Regions from separate parts of the Sus scrofa genome. Here region 1 is linked to region 2. Evidence: chromatin contacts called from public Hi-C data. All regions are on one chromosome and are shown on one strand. Each heading gives the region's core, a stretch centred on a gene start, on an enhancer-like site or on the middle of the called end of the contact. The rest is flanking DNA. Distances are from core to core; before and after follow the strand shown.

Region 1 (7,097 bases), core at 936-3,435, 98 kb after region 2:
GCCCAGGTCCCCTGTGGGATGAGGGAGGCAGCTCTGTGTGCCTGCTGAGGCCCCTCCAGTGATGACAGCCAGTGGCAATCTGGATGGACAAACCTCAGTGGAGGGGCACAGTGCCACCTGCTGGCCAGAAGGACATCATCAGTGATGCTGGCTGATTAACACAGGGACTCACACGAACACTCAGGGACACGGTGACAAGCATGCACGTGTCTCCTCCCACTGCACGTGGGCGGACCAGTTCACACGTGGATGTCTGGGCCTGTGGGCATGTGGGGCTCTCAGCCATGCGGCCTGGCAGAAAGCAGTAAATTCACTCATTTATTCATCTCTTCCCTCACCAAATGTTCATTGAGATATGCCAAGCCCACAGCAGCTCTCCCTGGCTGGGTGATGATAAAGAGGCAATTGGAGTTCCCTGGTGGCCTAGTGGTTAAGGATCTGGCATGGTCACTGCTGTGGCCCAGGTTTTTTTTCTTTTTAGAGCCACACCTGCAATATATGGAAGTTCCCAGGCTAGGGGTTGAATTGAAGCTGCAGCTGCCAGCCTAGCACAGTAACACTGGATCCAAACTGCATCCGTGACCTACATTGCAGCTGGTGACAATGCCAGATACCTTAACCCACTGAGTGAGGACAGGGATTGAACCTGCATCTTCATGGATACTAATCAGATTCTTAACCCCCTGAGCCACAATGGAAACTCCCTGTGGCATTTGATACCTAGCCTGGGAACTTCTGCATGTCATGGGCATGATCAAAAACAAAAAAAAAAAGAGAGCGAGAGAAACTAGGCAATCACTAAGCGATGTGGATAAGGGTCCCAGGTGGGATGTGCCCGGTGAGGTCAAAGAGGCAGCCTCTTATCCCAGCCTATAGGCTGGGTTGGAGGCAAGGACAACAGCTCCAGGAAATACATGCCCAGCTAGGTCTTAGCACAGGAGCAGGAGATGCTGGGTAAAGGACGCAGGAGCTCATCAGAGCAAAGCCCAGAGGAGGAGCTGGGACCCCTAGCAAGGGTTTTACACCCAAGCCTCAGAGTCTGGACTCTCCACAGGCAGTGGGGGGCCATGGAAACTTCAGCCAGGGAAGGCCATGGCCTGGTTCTGGGGCCATTCCTGACTGACACATTTGTTCTATAGCTGAGGCCCTGAGGGTCTCTTAGCCCCTTTTGGGGTTGGGCCTTGCATGTGATTTGTCCCTGTGGACTGTCTCCTCTGGCTGCAGCAGTTACCCTTGGATGTGTCTGGGAAGGGGAGAGACACCCCCACCCCACTCTGCCCACACCCCCAGTCCCCCAAGAGCAGCCTACGTTGTGTCTAGAAAAGAATGAAGCAAACTGCAGCCATTATTAAGGCAGGAATCCCTGTGTCCCCTGTAGATGCCCTTTTACCTTTTTTTTTTTTTAGGGCCACAGCTGCAGCACATGGAGGTTCCTGGGTTAGGGGTCAAATCAGAGCTGCAGCTGCCGGCCTTCCCCACAGCCACAGTGACACCAGATCCTTAACCCACTGAGCAACACCTCAACTGTGGCAATGCTGGATCCTTAACCCACTGAGGGAGGCCAGGGATCGAGCCCGCATCCTCATGGATACTAGTGGGATTCTTAACCTGCTGCCACAACGGGAACTCCTAGCCCTTTTTTCAACTCACTGGCCCCCCCGAGTCAGCTCAGAGGATGTGACCTATTCCAAAACCTAGCTCCCTGTGCCTACCAGATCCCCCGGTTCCCCTACCAGAGGGTCAGGACTTCTCTGTGGAGACGGGCCCTGGATGGGTGAGTTTTGGGGGGCGGTGAGCACAGGAGGGAACCTGGAGCACCAACACAGCTGTGTCTGGTTAGGGCAGTGGGGGCTGACCTGGAGGGAACCCCAAGACTGAGGGGGAAGGGAGACGCACCAGGACTCCCCAAAGAGGTGGTGGCAGGTGGGGCTGAGGAGAAAACCTTGGCAGCTTCCCAAGGCAGCTTGGCTGTGACTTTGTCAATGGCCGGGTCCCCACTAGCCCTGCCCCCACCCCTCCCCGCGCGCCCTGTCCCCCGCCTGCGGTTTTCCTCAGTAGAACAGCACGGTAGCTTCCGAGAAGCCCCACCAAGACTTTCCTGTCAGGGCAACTCCAAGTTCCTCTTACTGAGGAAGGGGAAGTGGTGGAGTCTCTCCTACGGCCTTTCAGTTTCTTTCTAAGAAGCCAGAGCGTCCAGCCCAGGCCCTGGGCAGCCGCAGGTGTTGAAGGGAGAGACGTTCCAGGTCAGGGGCTTTCCCGCCTCACTTCCAGTCGAAGCTCATTTGTTGGGGCCCCGGGGTGGACATTCCAGAAGAGGAAATGAGACGCACGTTTTGCAGGGCCTTTCCCACGCCCCCTCCTTTCTTCCTCCTCCAGGGTAACGCCCCCCGCTCCCCCCCCCTCGCAGGAACAAGCGCCAAAGGCAGCCTCCCCTCCTCCCCTCCCTCAGGGACATCTCAGGTGGAAACTGATTTCCTCAGGGTTCAACGACAACCTCTTCTGAGTCCTGCTTCTTTGGGGCTCTGCTGGGTGACTGAAAACTAACCCAAACGAAGAACTGACAGGTGACACCAGCTTCACGCCCAAGCTGGGCCCGGGGATAGGCTCGCTTTGGAGACCCGAAGTTTTTTTTTCTTTCTTTCTTTTTTTGCTGCTTCACGGCATATGGAGTTCCTGGGGGGCCAGGGATCAGATCTGAGACGCAGTTGTGACCTACGGCAAAGCTGAATCCTTAACCCACTATGCCACGGATGGAACCTTCATCCTCGTGCTGCAAACGCCACCAATACCATTTCGTCAAAGTAGGAACTCTTTTTTTTTTTTTTTTTTTTTGCTTTTTGGGGCCGCACATGTGGCATATGGAAGTTCCCAGGATAGGGGTTGAATTGGAGCTGCAGCTGCCGGCCTACACCACAGCCACAGCAATGCGGGATCTGACGTCTTCGATCTACACCACAGCTCACAGCAAGGCCGGATCTTTAACCTACTGAGCGAGGCCAGGGATCGAAGCTGTGTCCTCATGGATACTAGTCGGGTTCATTAATCACTGAGCCACAATGGGAACTCCCAAAGTAGGAACTCTTGGAGACCTGAAGCCTCTTGAGGAGAGACTGTGGGAGCCCCAAGAACTGAGAGACACCTTTTTTTTTTTCTTTTTAGGACCGCACCTGCAGCATATGGAAGTTTCCAGGCTAGGGGTCAATCAGAGTTACAGTGCTGGCCTACACCAGAGCCACAGCAACTGGGGATCCGAGACTCATCTGCGACCTACACCACAGCTCACAGCAATGCCAGATCCTTAACCCACTGAGAGAAACTAGGGATTGAACCCACATCCTCATGGATATTAGTCAGGTTCGGGACTGTTGAGCCACAATCAGAGCTCCGAGAGGCCACCTTTTTAAGATCTGGCTTGATGGTAAAGCAAAAGTTCAGATGTGATTATAACAATAGCCACCACTGAAGTTAAGCACTTATTGTGTGCCAGCCCCATGCCCAGCTTTTTACATTAATTTCCTCCTATAATCCCCACGGCAATCCCATGACGAAGATACAATCATTATCCCTGAAGTCTAGCACCTGCCCAGCTCTCGCATCCCAAGGGCCCGTCCTTCCCAGTAGACCTCTTCTTGGTAAGACGGGGAAGAAAGATCAGGCCCTTAAAGGAGCTGGCTGGGAAGGTATAATTTCCAATCTCCCCAAGCCTCTCCAAGCAACCTCTGAGCCCTGAAGAGTGAGTGATCTAGTTAAAGCATCTTCACGGCACAGCAGGGCTGGGGCTCTCCCCAAGGCCTTTCAAACTCCTGTAGCCTCTTTTATTTTCCTTCCACAGGCACTGTTTTAGGCATTGCTTTGCCAACACACGCGTTATGGGGACAGTAGGGGGATTCCCCTGAACCATGATGCTGTTCCGTTCAAAAACATTTGCCTAGAGGTCCCCAACTGTGTGACTCACACTGTTGAGGTGGCAAGAAAACTCAGCTGCGGGGCGGAGGGGCTGGACCCAAACAGAAGGGGACACTGAGAGGGTAGGCAAGGTTCAGTGAATTAAAATACAGGACACCGGTGAAATTAAAATTTCAGATCAACAACAACATTTGGGCTGCCCTTGTACTGAAGAAAATTTAAAAAAAGTGTTGTTTGTCTCATATTCAAATTTAACTGGGCATCCTGTTTTGTATTTGCAACCCTGGACACTCAGCACCTGGGGCAGAGCCCCAGCCCTCCCCACGGTTTCAGGGAGCTGCTGTCAAGAGGAAGAGCCAACAGGGAATTCCCTTGTGGTGCAGCGAGTTAAGGATCTGGCGTTGTCATTGTAGTGGCACAGGTTCGATCCCTGGCCCGGGAACTTCCACATGCTGCAGATGCGGGGGTGGGGGAAATGGGGGGTTAGTGGAGAGAGCCAGCAAAGCTGGGAGAAAACCACACACCTGGGATGAAAAACAAACCTGAGTTTGGTAAGAGAAGGATGGAAACATTCTGCTTCAAGGATTTCTCCTGAGCAATCTCAAAATCTCATTCTTATCCCAGGGCAGAGGTCCAAGTTCAAGTTCCAAAAAGACTCATGGTGTTCCTGAAGAAGACCTTCCTTTCTCTGGGCCCCAGTGTTTTCATCTGTCATGGAGAGGAGGTCTGGATTCTACGAAGCAAGAGAAGGTGGGAGGTGGCCAGGAGGAAGTTTGAAGAGGAGGAGGCAGCTCCACTTGGAAACGTGCCACACCTTCTGCCCTGTGGCACTGAGGGGGACTGGCACCTTGGGACTGGACCCTGGGTGCTTGGAGGCTTCTCTGGGTCAGGACAGCCAGCTTTTCAAACACACCTGAGCCACAGCCATGGTGGTCGCTGGCTCTAAATGAGAAACATAGATTGGACTGATGAAAGGGTTAAATGTCTACAAAATGTTAACTAGCCAACTGCAACTCAGCTCCTAGAGTTTACATCAGTTATATGTGATGGGGCAGGTGGGTCCATTTGAATACATTTGCGGGATGTGGCTTTTTTTTAAAAATGTATTTCTCTTACGTTATTCAGATCAAGAGTCAAATAAGGTCTGTGCATTATTGGGGTTTGTTTTGGCTGCACCTATGGGCACAGAGAAGTTCCTGGGCCAGGATTGAATCTGAGCTGCAGCTGCGACCTACGCCATAGCTGTGGCATTTCCAGATCCTTAAACCCACTGTGCGGGGCTGGGGATTGAACCTGAGCTACTGTAGCTACCACACTGGGTCCTTAACCTGCTCTACCACAGCAGGAACTCTGAGGGATGTGGCCTTTGAGAGTAAGATGCCCAGGGTTTTCAAGTCCCACAAAGAGCAGTCCAGAGATGTGGAGCCAGTGAATACCTCCAGACTAGCCCCCTGCTCCAGGGGCTGTGTAGAGGTGACCCTTAGCAGCCAGAACCTTGGGAGAGAGAGATGGGGGAAGGGCTTGTCTGGGAATCAGGGAAGGCCCCTTTGGGAGGGTCCCAAATGGTCCCTGGAGGGGGACTGGTGAGACCCAGCAGGGCCTCTGGGCCAGGCTGAGGCTCCAGGTAGGGCTGTGGTCTTGGCAGGGAGCTGGCAGCCATATCTCGAGCCGAGTCCCAACACTTCTCAGACTGGGTAGGGGCTGGGATTTCTTCTCTACCCTCACCTGCTAGAAAGGCCAGGGCTGCATAGGTGCAGAGGTGGTACCAGGGGCTCCAGGTACCCTAGGCCCCTCTAATCACCAAAAACTCCATACCTCAAAGCCGCCACCAGAAGCTAATATTCTTTGCTGTGGACAGGGCCATTTTCTCAATCTTGCATAAAAGTATACCTTTAGGAAGCTTGGTGTATTATTTTGCTCAGGCTGCCACAGCCAAGTACCATCCCAGGGAGGCGTAAAGAACAGAAAGTTGGAGTTCCCGTTGTGGCTCAGTGGTTAAAGAATCCAACTAGGAACCATGAGGTTGCGGGTTCCATCCCTGGCCTCGCTCAGTGGATTAAGGATCCGGCGTTGCTGAGAGCTGTGGTGTCGGTCCCAGACACAGCTCTGATCCTGCATTAATGTGGCTGTGGTAGGCCAACAGCTGTAGCTCTGATTCAACCCCTAGCCTGGGTACTTCCATATGTCACAGGTGCAGCCCTAAAAAAAAGCACACACACACACACAAAAAAAAGAATCCAACTGTAGAGGTTTGGGTTGCTTCAGAGGTTCAATTTGACCCCTGGCCCAGCAAAGTGGGCTAAAGGATCAGGTATTGCCAAAGCTACATTGTAGGTCTCAGGTGTGGCAAGATTCTGTCCCTGGCCCAGGAGAACTTCCATATGCTGTGGGTGTGGCCATTTAAAAAAAAAAATCTCCAGATACAGTCATATTCTGAGGTCCTGGGGGGTTAAAACTTCAACATATAAATTTGAGGGATGACACAATTCAGCCAATAACACTTGGAGAGTTTTAACCTAAAATTGGAAGTGAAAACAATGTTCTGGCTTTGGAAATGAAGTTTGAAGACTGGTCCCAAGACCACTCCTCAGAGATGACCCCCATCCTCCAAGACATTCTGGAGCCTCTCCTATCTACCAGTTTTTCAGTATGCAGAAGTTCCTGGGCCTAGGATCAAACCTGGGCCACAGCAGCCACCTGAGCCACAGCAATGACAATACTGGATCCTTAACCTGCTAAGCCACCAGTGAACTCCTCTTGCCTACTAGTTTTTTCCAATTAAATTTTATTTTTTTAGGGGCTCACCTGCAGCATATGGAAGTTCCCAGGCTAGGGGTCAAATTGGAGCTGCAGCTGCCAGTCTACACCACAGCCACAGCAATGCCAGATCTGAGCCATATCTGAGATCTACATCATAGCTCACAGCAACGAAGGATCCTTAACCCACTGAGTAAGGCCAGGGATCAAACCTGCATCCTCATGGATATTAGTCAGGTCCTGAACCCGCTGAGCCACCAGGGAACCCCTCCTGCTTACTAGTTTTGATCAGGGGTAGTTTGAAGCCTTTGGACATGGTCCTCATGATCAGTGGGCTGGGAGGAAGGTCAGTGTTGTGACCAAAATGCTAGGATTTCGAACAGGGTGAGCACCTCTCCCTACCCAACCAAAAACGTCTGGTAATCTTTGTCCTT
Region 2 (6,822 bases), core at 1,636-4,135:
GAGCCGGGGGAATAGGAAGGAAAACACGCTTTTAGCAAAAAATAAAACACAAAGCAGCTGAGGTCTGCTGAGTAACTCTTAAAAAAACAAAACAAAACAACCACTACGCTACTTCCTCCCCCAGCAGCTGGGTGAACTCCTGTTTTGGCCTTGGGGCTAAAGGGAGTGGATGAGCAACTTATGGCAACTCTCCAACCCAAAGCATTTCCACCTACCCTCACCGTCCAGACCATTAGCTGAAATTCTTTACAAACAGCTCCAAGAAACAAACAGGGCCGGCCACAGACCCTGAGGCTTGTGTGTGGCAGGACCACCCGCCACAGAAAGAGGGGATGAAGGTTTGCACAATCAAGGGAGTTATTCCACAGACCAGCCTCAAACTGCATTAAACATCCTTGCCCAGGAGCCGGGTGAGGGTGAGTCTCACTTCTGATGTGATGCAGGCAAGGACACTTGCACAATATCCTAAGTCAGGGTGCCCTTTGAGAGGCTGTCCTCCCCACCCTCTGAACACAGAGGCAGACACCCACACCCCTTCCTCCCCACAAGGGAAAGGTAGACAGAGCTGCAGGGCTGGCTTCAGACCACGTGATTCCTGTTTACAAACTTTGAGTTGTAAAAAAAAAAAAAAAAAAGGTGGGGGCCATCCCGCTGGTGCTCACCAGGGGGCAGCAAAGACTCAAAGAAAAAAAAAAAAAAAAAAAACCCGGGGAGGACCAGCCATTAACTGTTAAATACAAAAAAATACAGCCCAACCCAGCGTCCTCCAAGGGCAAATAAACACAAACCACAAGCCCCAGTCACAAGTTTTGAAAGGTTGTCGTTGGTGAGGTTAAGCCGCTCAGATGATGACCCACCCTCCTGTGCTTTGATCTCCGAGCTCTCCATTCCATCTTCTCTGAAAGGACCCGCTCCAAGCCCCTCCCTAGGATAGGTTTTCATCCTCTCTGCGGAGACACCCAACTAATTCTCTAACCAGCAAGAGATCTTATTTCACAACATTCATTCTTAATTCCCTCACCCTACAACACCCCCCAAAATTAAATAATCAACAAAACGAATTATTCAGCACAACTACTGTTTCTATTCCTTATCCTTCCCTAGATCAAAGGAGAGAAACTGCAGCTCTAAAACTACCTTACCGAAAACTAAGTCCCTTGTAAGACAAAACAAAAATTACAAAACCGGCATCAATTTTCATCTCTCCCGCTCTCTCCTCCTCCTTCCCCCTCCTATCCTTTTACTGGGGAGGAAACTGGGTCAGACTTCAGAAATCTGGGCTACGGCCGGTTGCCCACAACCTCTTATTCATCGGGAAAGGTTGGAACCCACTGAATTCCACTCAAAAAATAAAATCATGCCAGAAACATTACAGGTTCTGCTGGCTTGAAATCGCCGGCTTTCCTAGGCTGGGAAGCTCTCTTTCGCCCCACCCCTGCTAGCATCGAGCCAGGCGGCCCGATGACCTTTACAAAGGGCCGGAGAGGGGAGCCTGTGGAGGCCTCCAGGCCAGGCCGAGTCACCTGGGCAGCTCCCTCCCGCGCAGCTCCCCCAAGGCCTGGCTCACCATCGAAGTCCGTGTAGACGGTGTCCTTGAGAAGCGCCCCCGACCCGAAGTCGATGAGCTTGAGCTCGCCGCGGTTGAGGTCGATGAGGATGTTCTCGTCCTTGATGTCGCGGTGGAGCACCCCGCAGTTGTGGCAGTGGCGAACGGCCTCCAGCACCTGCCAGAAGAAGCTGCGGGCCAGCTCCTCCTGCAGGGCCCCCCTTTCCGTGATAAAGTCGAAGAGGTCTTGCACCGGCTCGGGCCTCTCCAGGATCAGGACGAAACTGTCGGGCCTCTCGAACCAGTCCAGGAGCCTAATGACGCCGGAAAAGCCCGAGCTCACCTTCTTCAGAAGAACCACTTCCATGGGCACTCGGGTGCCATTAGGCTGCAGAGGGGGCAAGGGGGCTGCGTTAGGGCGGGAGTCGGAGGGTGCCCCTCACCCCACCCATCCTTGGGGTCGCTCCCTCACCAGTTCTCCCCAGTCGGAAATCCGGTCCTTCTCCACGTGCTTGATGGCCACCTGGAAAGCCCCCCAGAGAGTCTGTTAGGTCCCCTCGCCAGAGCCAAACACACCCTGCCGCCCCCCTGCCCGGAGCGCCCTCCCCGTGGTGGGGCGCCCACTCACCGGCAAGTTGTCGGCGACACGGATGCCTGAGTAGACCGAACCGAAGCCGCCGCTGCCCAGTAGCGGGCCCACCTGGTACTGCGACTCCAGGGGCTCCTTATCCTTGCCTAGGAAAGGGGGAGTCACAGAGGACTCAGTGCCGGCCCGGGTGCCCCCAGCTCCCACCCTGGGAAGTCCAGTCGCCCCTCCATCCACGATTTGGGGGGGGGCACTCACCGGGCGCCAGCTTGGTGGCGTGCAGGTCGTTGCAGGGCGCGGCGCGCAGGTGGGCAAGCGAGTTGATTTTGGACAAGAGCATCCCAACCTCCAGGGTGTCGGCGTAGGGACTGCGTCTGGAAGAGCTGCAGCAGCAGGAGCTGGGGCTGGGGTTGTGCCGGTGGCTGTGCCTACGGCTGGGGGTGAGGCTGCGGGTGGCGTTGCGGCTGCGGCAGCGGCTGGCGCGGAAGGCCGAGGGCGAGTCGGAGGACGACTGGGGGCGCCGCCGGGGCTGGAGACTGGCGGACACGCCGGCGGGGTCAGGCAACGCCGAGGGCGGCGGGGTGGGCGGCTCGTGGGACTCTTGCGGCAGCGCCGCGGCACAGGGAGCTTGTAGCTGCTGCTGCTGCCGGTCCCGCCACCGCCGCTGCCGCTGCTGCCGCCAAGTCCTCTCGGGCCTCCTCCGCCACCGCGGCCGCTGCAGCAGACGCCCGGCTCGCCCAGCCGCCAGGAGTAAAGGGGCGGAGCGCGCCGGCGGGGGGCGCGCGGGCGGGCGGGGATGGGGCGGGGCCTCTCCAGGAGGCCTAGGCGGGGAGCCGGGCTGCCAGGCCAGCGGAGGGAGGAGAGGGGGTGGGGAAGCGGCGGGACAGGGCGACTCCCCTCCCCCCCGCCCCGCGCGCTCCGGCGCCGCACCCCGGCCCCGCCCCCGCCGGCGCATCTCCAGCCAACCAGAAGCCGACCTATCTGCATAACACGGCGCGCCCCGCTCCCGCCCCGCCCCGCTCTCGCGGTCAGAATGGTCTCTACGCCGCCACGACGTGGCGGGAAGGAAAAGGCGCCAAAATGGAGGGGGAGGGGCGCGGGGCGTGATGGGAGGCGGGAGCTGGGTGTCTAGCAGCCACGGAGGAAGGATGGGGAGGGGCGTATCGATTCAAACCCAAACAATAACAAAGCCATCAAAGGCCGCCCGAGGCCGGCTCTGCGGCTCTCCGTTTCTCGGGGTTTTTGGGTCAAGGGCTTGAGCTGGAGCATAACAAGTTGCGCAGAGACGACGGGCGTTGGTGTGACAGGCGGGGAGGCCAGGCGGCCGGCGCGCCGGGGTGTGAGGGACCGTGTGTGTGTGTGTGTGTGTGGTGTGTGTGTGGCGGGGGGGATGCCGACGAGGGTGGTCTTTCTGTGTGACTCAGACGTGAGACCTCCAAGTCGGCTTGGGCTGGTTGATCACGCTCTGTGGGCTCGAGTTGGGTCCTCCGGGGTTTGTGTGTTGGGGGCGCGTGGGGGGCGAAGGATCTGCAAGATGTGAGTCACAGCGGCTTCACGCAGGGAGTGGAGGTGTCACAGGCCCGGAATAAAATGAGGAGAGCTCCGCTCACTCGGGGGAGGCGTCCCGATCGCGGTTGTCACAGCCCGTGAAAAGATCAGCTCCCCAGCCCCCAATCCCCTAGCAGATTTTATTTTTAAAATGCAGAAAGGTTCCAGTGAATCCTGATTCCTAAGCAGTGATGTGTGTCAGAGTGCCCGGTAAAGAGGAAATCACGAAACAAATGTTAGTATTGTGATGCCAGATGCTGTCTCAGCCCTTCTGTGAGGGCGGGAGCGAGAGATGAATTCCTCATCTAAAGCGGGGTGGGAGGGCGCGCTTGATTTAATCAGCTTTCGCGTTGTATTCACCTTTTCATCAGCCTGTTATTACCAGTCAGGCAATACTAGCAATTATTAGCAGCCCCCGATTCTTGACTCAAAGGAAATGCCCCTCCTTTCCCTGCCCCCCCTTGGAAATAACACGGAAAACTGACCAATTTGACTTTCATCCTTTGTCCTTTTAAACTTCATGTAGAGTTGATAACGACGTGTGAAATGAGTAAATTAGAATTCTATGTAATCCATAAATTGAAATGTCAGAGCCTAAATAATTGAAAGCTAACTACATCCTATTTTAATTGTTTTCAAGTTCCTGCCACTTAAAGGAAAAATGAGGAAGTCCGTGGATCTGTGTATCTGCTGGCATTAATGAGTTTAAATGTTTCATTAAAAGTTTCCTACAGTGCTTGTTTTATAAAGACACCCAGTTGTTTCACAACTTTTATGAATTTATCTTATAAGATATTACATATTTCCCTTTTGTTGTGTACTGTGGCCTAACTCATTCATTTTTGATGACTATGAGAAAACCCAAGGGAACAAGAATTATTCCCTTTTTTACAGACAGGAAAATGAAACATAAATAGGATGACACAGGGTCATACAACAGCTAAGGGAGGAAGAGATGAAATGACCCAAATTCAACTCCAGAGTATTCAAAGCTTTTCTTCTATTGGCATCCAAAACTGTCCTTGATACTAAGATAACAAGTATAAATTTATGTGACCACCATTTCCAACCCCTCTACCTTCCCTTTCCTTTCACAAGCCATACTGGACCATTCTCCCTTGTTCCCACTCACGCAGCACTTTAGACTTTGTGCCTTTGGAGAGGCAGTCAGCCTGCTCTGAGAATTCCCCCTCTTTTATTTAAAGCCTTTGCCGACTTGAGAACACAATTCTAGTTCCACCCCAGATTGCCCAACAAACTCCAAGCATGAAATTACACATCTACTCCACTTATCTGACAACCGCACGTTTTTTAGGTTTTTTTTTTAAATCTCTTTATTAACTTTTCAGTTATTTATATCTTCTCTCCCTAGTCCTTAAATGAATACTTTGTCCAATGATTGTTGACGAAAGGAAAGACTAAAATGGGTCTCCACAAAAAAGGTCATGATTATAAAAGTCAATTTAGACCAAATTTCAGCAAATTAAAATGGAACAGACAATATAAAGGTTAGGAACAACCTTTAAACTGAGTTACCTTGCTTTCAAATCTAGTTATGTGACGTTCGTCAAGTTACTTAACCTTTCTAAGCTTTACACTGAATGGAGATAACAGTTGCACCTACATTTTAGGGCTGTTGTAAGACACAGACCAGCACAGAGTGAGATTCTAATAAATATTAGTTATGAAGTCAATGATGCTGATTGTGATTGTGACAATGATGATTAAAAGGAAGAATTTTGGGATGGTCTTGCACCTTGAAGGCTTCAAAGATAAAATGCTAGCTAGTTTGATTTTAACCTGTTTGGAGAGAATGTGATTCAAAATCATATACATTAAATCAAGTTCAATCATTTTCACTTTCTCTAGATCTTTGTAGGGCTAAATATTTAATTAGTAAGAGCTGAAGTAATTAACATTTAATATGTCTGCTTTATATGGTAGGCACTTCACAGCTGGAAATTACAAAACATGGACCTTGCCGGGCAAAGAGCTTTTATTTACTTAAAACTGCTTTTAAAGATAATTATTAAACATTCAGGTATGTTTTGCATTAAAAGTTACTCTTCCAAGATAAGGAACTTGATGTTTTGATACATCAAACTGTGGCTGTAAAAAGAAAATCTTGCACAACCTGTGCCATCTCAAAGATTTGAACAAACAATCAGAAACACTACACTAATAATTAAATGACAAACGCTTTTGGAAAAAGAAAGGCCATGAGTATGCTAACAGTTCTCTGGAAAGGGGAGAATTTGTTCATATTAATTTGAGCAGTGGCCAAATTAATCCTATGTGGTTTCCTATTCTACCTGATATGGATCTAATCCAGTCATTGTGAAAAGAATGACTTCAGCGATGTCTATAATCACAGTTTAGAAGTTTGAAAGGGATGCCTATATATTGTTTTTCAAAGTACCCCAGAATCTAATTGATGTACTTCTATAACTAAGGCTACATAACTTTTCCCTACAAGCTATTCGCAGTTAATAGGATGGAAATATTTTGGATCTGAATCTGCTATTTCTCTCCTTTTTTTTTTGGTCTTTTTTGTCTTTTCTAGGGCCGATCCCACAGCATATGGAGCTTCCCAGGCTAGGGGTCTAATCAGAGCTGTAGCCACCGGCCTATGACAGAGCCACAGCAACGCCAGATCCGAGCCGTGTCTGCAACCTACGCCACAGCTCATGGCAATGCTGGATCCTTAACCCGCTGAGTGAGGCCAGAGATCGAACCCGAAACTTCATGGTTCCTAGTCGGATTTGTTAACCACTGAGCCACGATGGGAACTCCTGTTATTTCTCTTCTTAAAAAAAGATTTATTGTATCTTTATTTTTAAATTTTTTTAGTGAATTATTTCATTTTTAAATTTAAAGTTTAATTTTGAAAAATTTACCATTTTTGTTTATCTTACTTTCTCCTTATTCAGTGAAATAAAAAGGGGGAATTTGGAGAAAATTAGTTGTAATACACTTCTTTCTGTATCTTAAAACATCTCCAATTACCTCAACAGTTGCAAGCTCATTTAGTAAAATCTAAATTTCACATGCATTTCGTATGTGTAGAATATATGTGAAAATCCACTACAAACTGTAAGACATGAAAGAGTCTAAATTTAAAAAGGCTGAAGCCTCCTTTTTA

What was found. A called contact is a pair of places that touch in the nucleus more often than the background predicts.
Region 1: a Hi-C map of subcutaneous adipose tissue shows a contact between it and region 2, with 5 times the contacts expected there. The contact joins the enhancer-like site here to the promoter of PIM1 in region 2. A contact is called at or near these places in 5 of 5 promoter capture datasets (fetal liver, fetal skeletal muscle, liver and 1 more), 35 of 47 Hi-C or Micro-C datasets (adipocytes, adipose tissue, alveolar macrophages and 17 more) and 2 of 2 datasets of contacts at active chromatin or transcription factors (alveolar macrophages and skeletal muscle).

The regions. Positions count from the first base shown.
Region 1 is chr7:32,685,104-32,692,200 of Sscrofa11.1, reverse strand. No RefSeq gene overlaps it. Among named protein-coding and RNA genes, the nearest start is that of FGD2, 40 kb to the right of the region's middle. Within about 2 kb of position 2,185, at least 19 of the 83 cell types and tissues checked have an H3K27ac peak or open chromatin away from gene starts, as enhancers often do. A contact at or near this core is called in adipose tissue, alveolar macrophages, retroperitoneal adipose tissue and 1 more, where this site is marked.
Region 2 is chr7:32,784,309-32,791,130 of Sscrofa11.1, reverse strand. It overlaps PIM1 (serine/threonine-protein kinase pim-1), which reads right to left and starts at 2,885. Exons shown (of 6, transcript XM_005665927.2): 1 at 2,391-2,885; 2 at 2,175-2,281; 3 at 2,019-2,069; 4 at 1,568-1,934. The coding sequence starts at 2,472.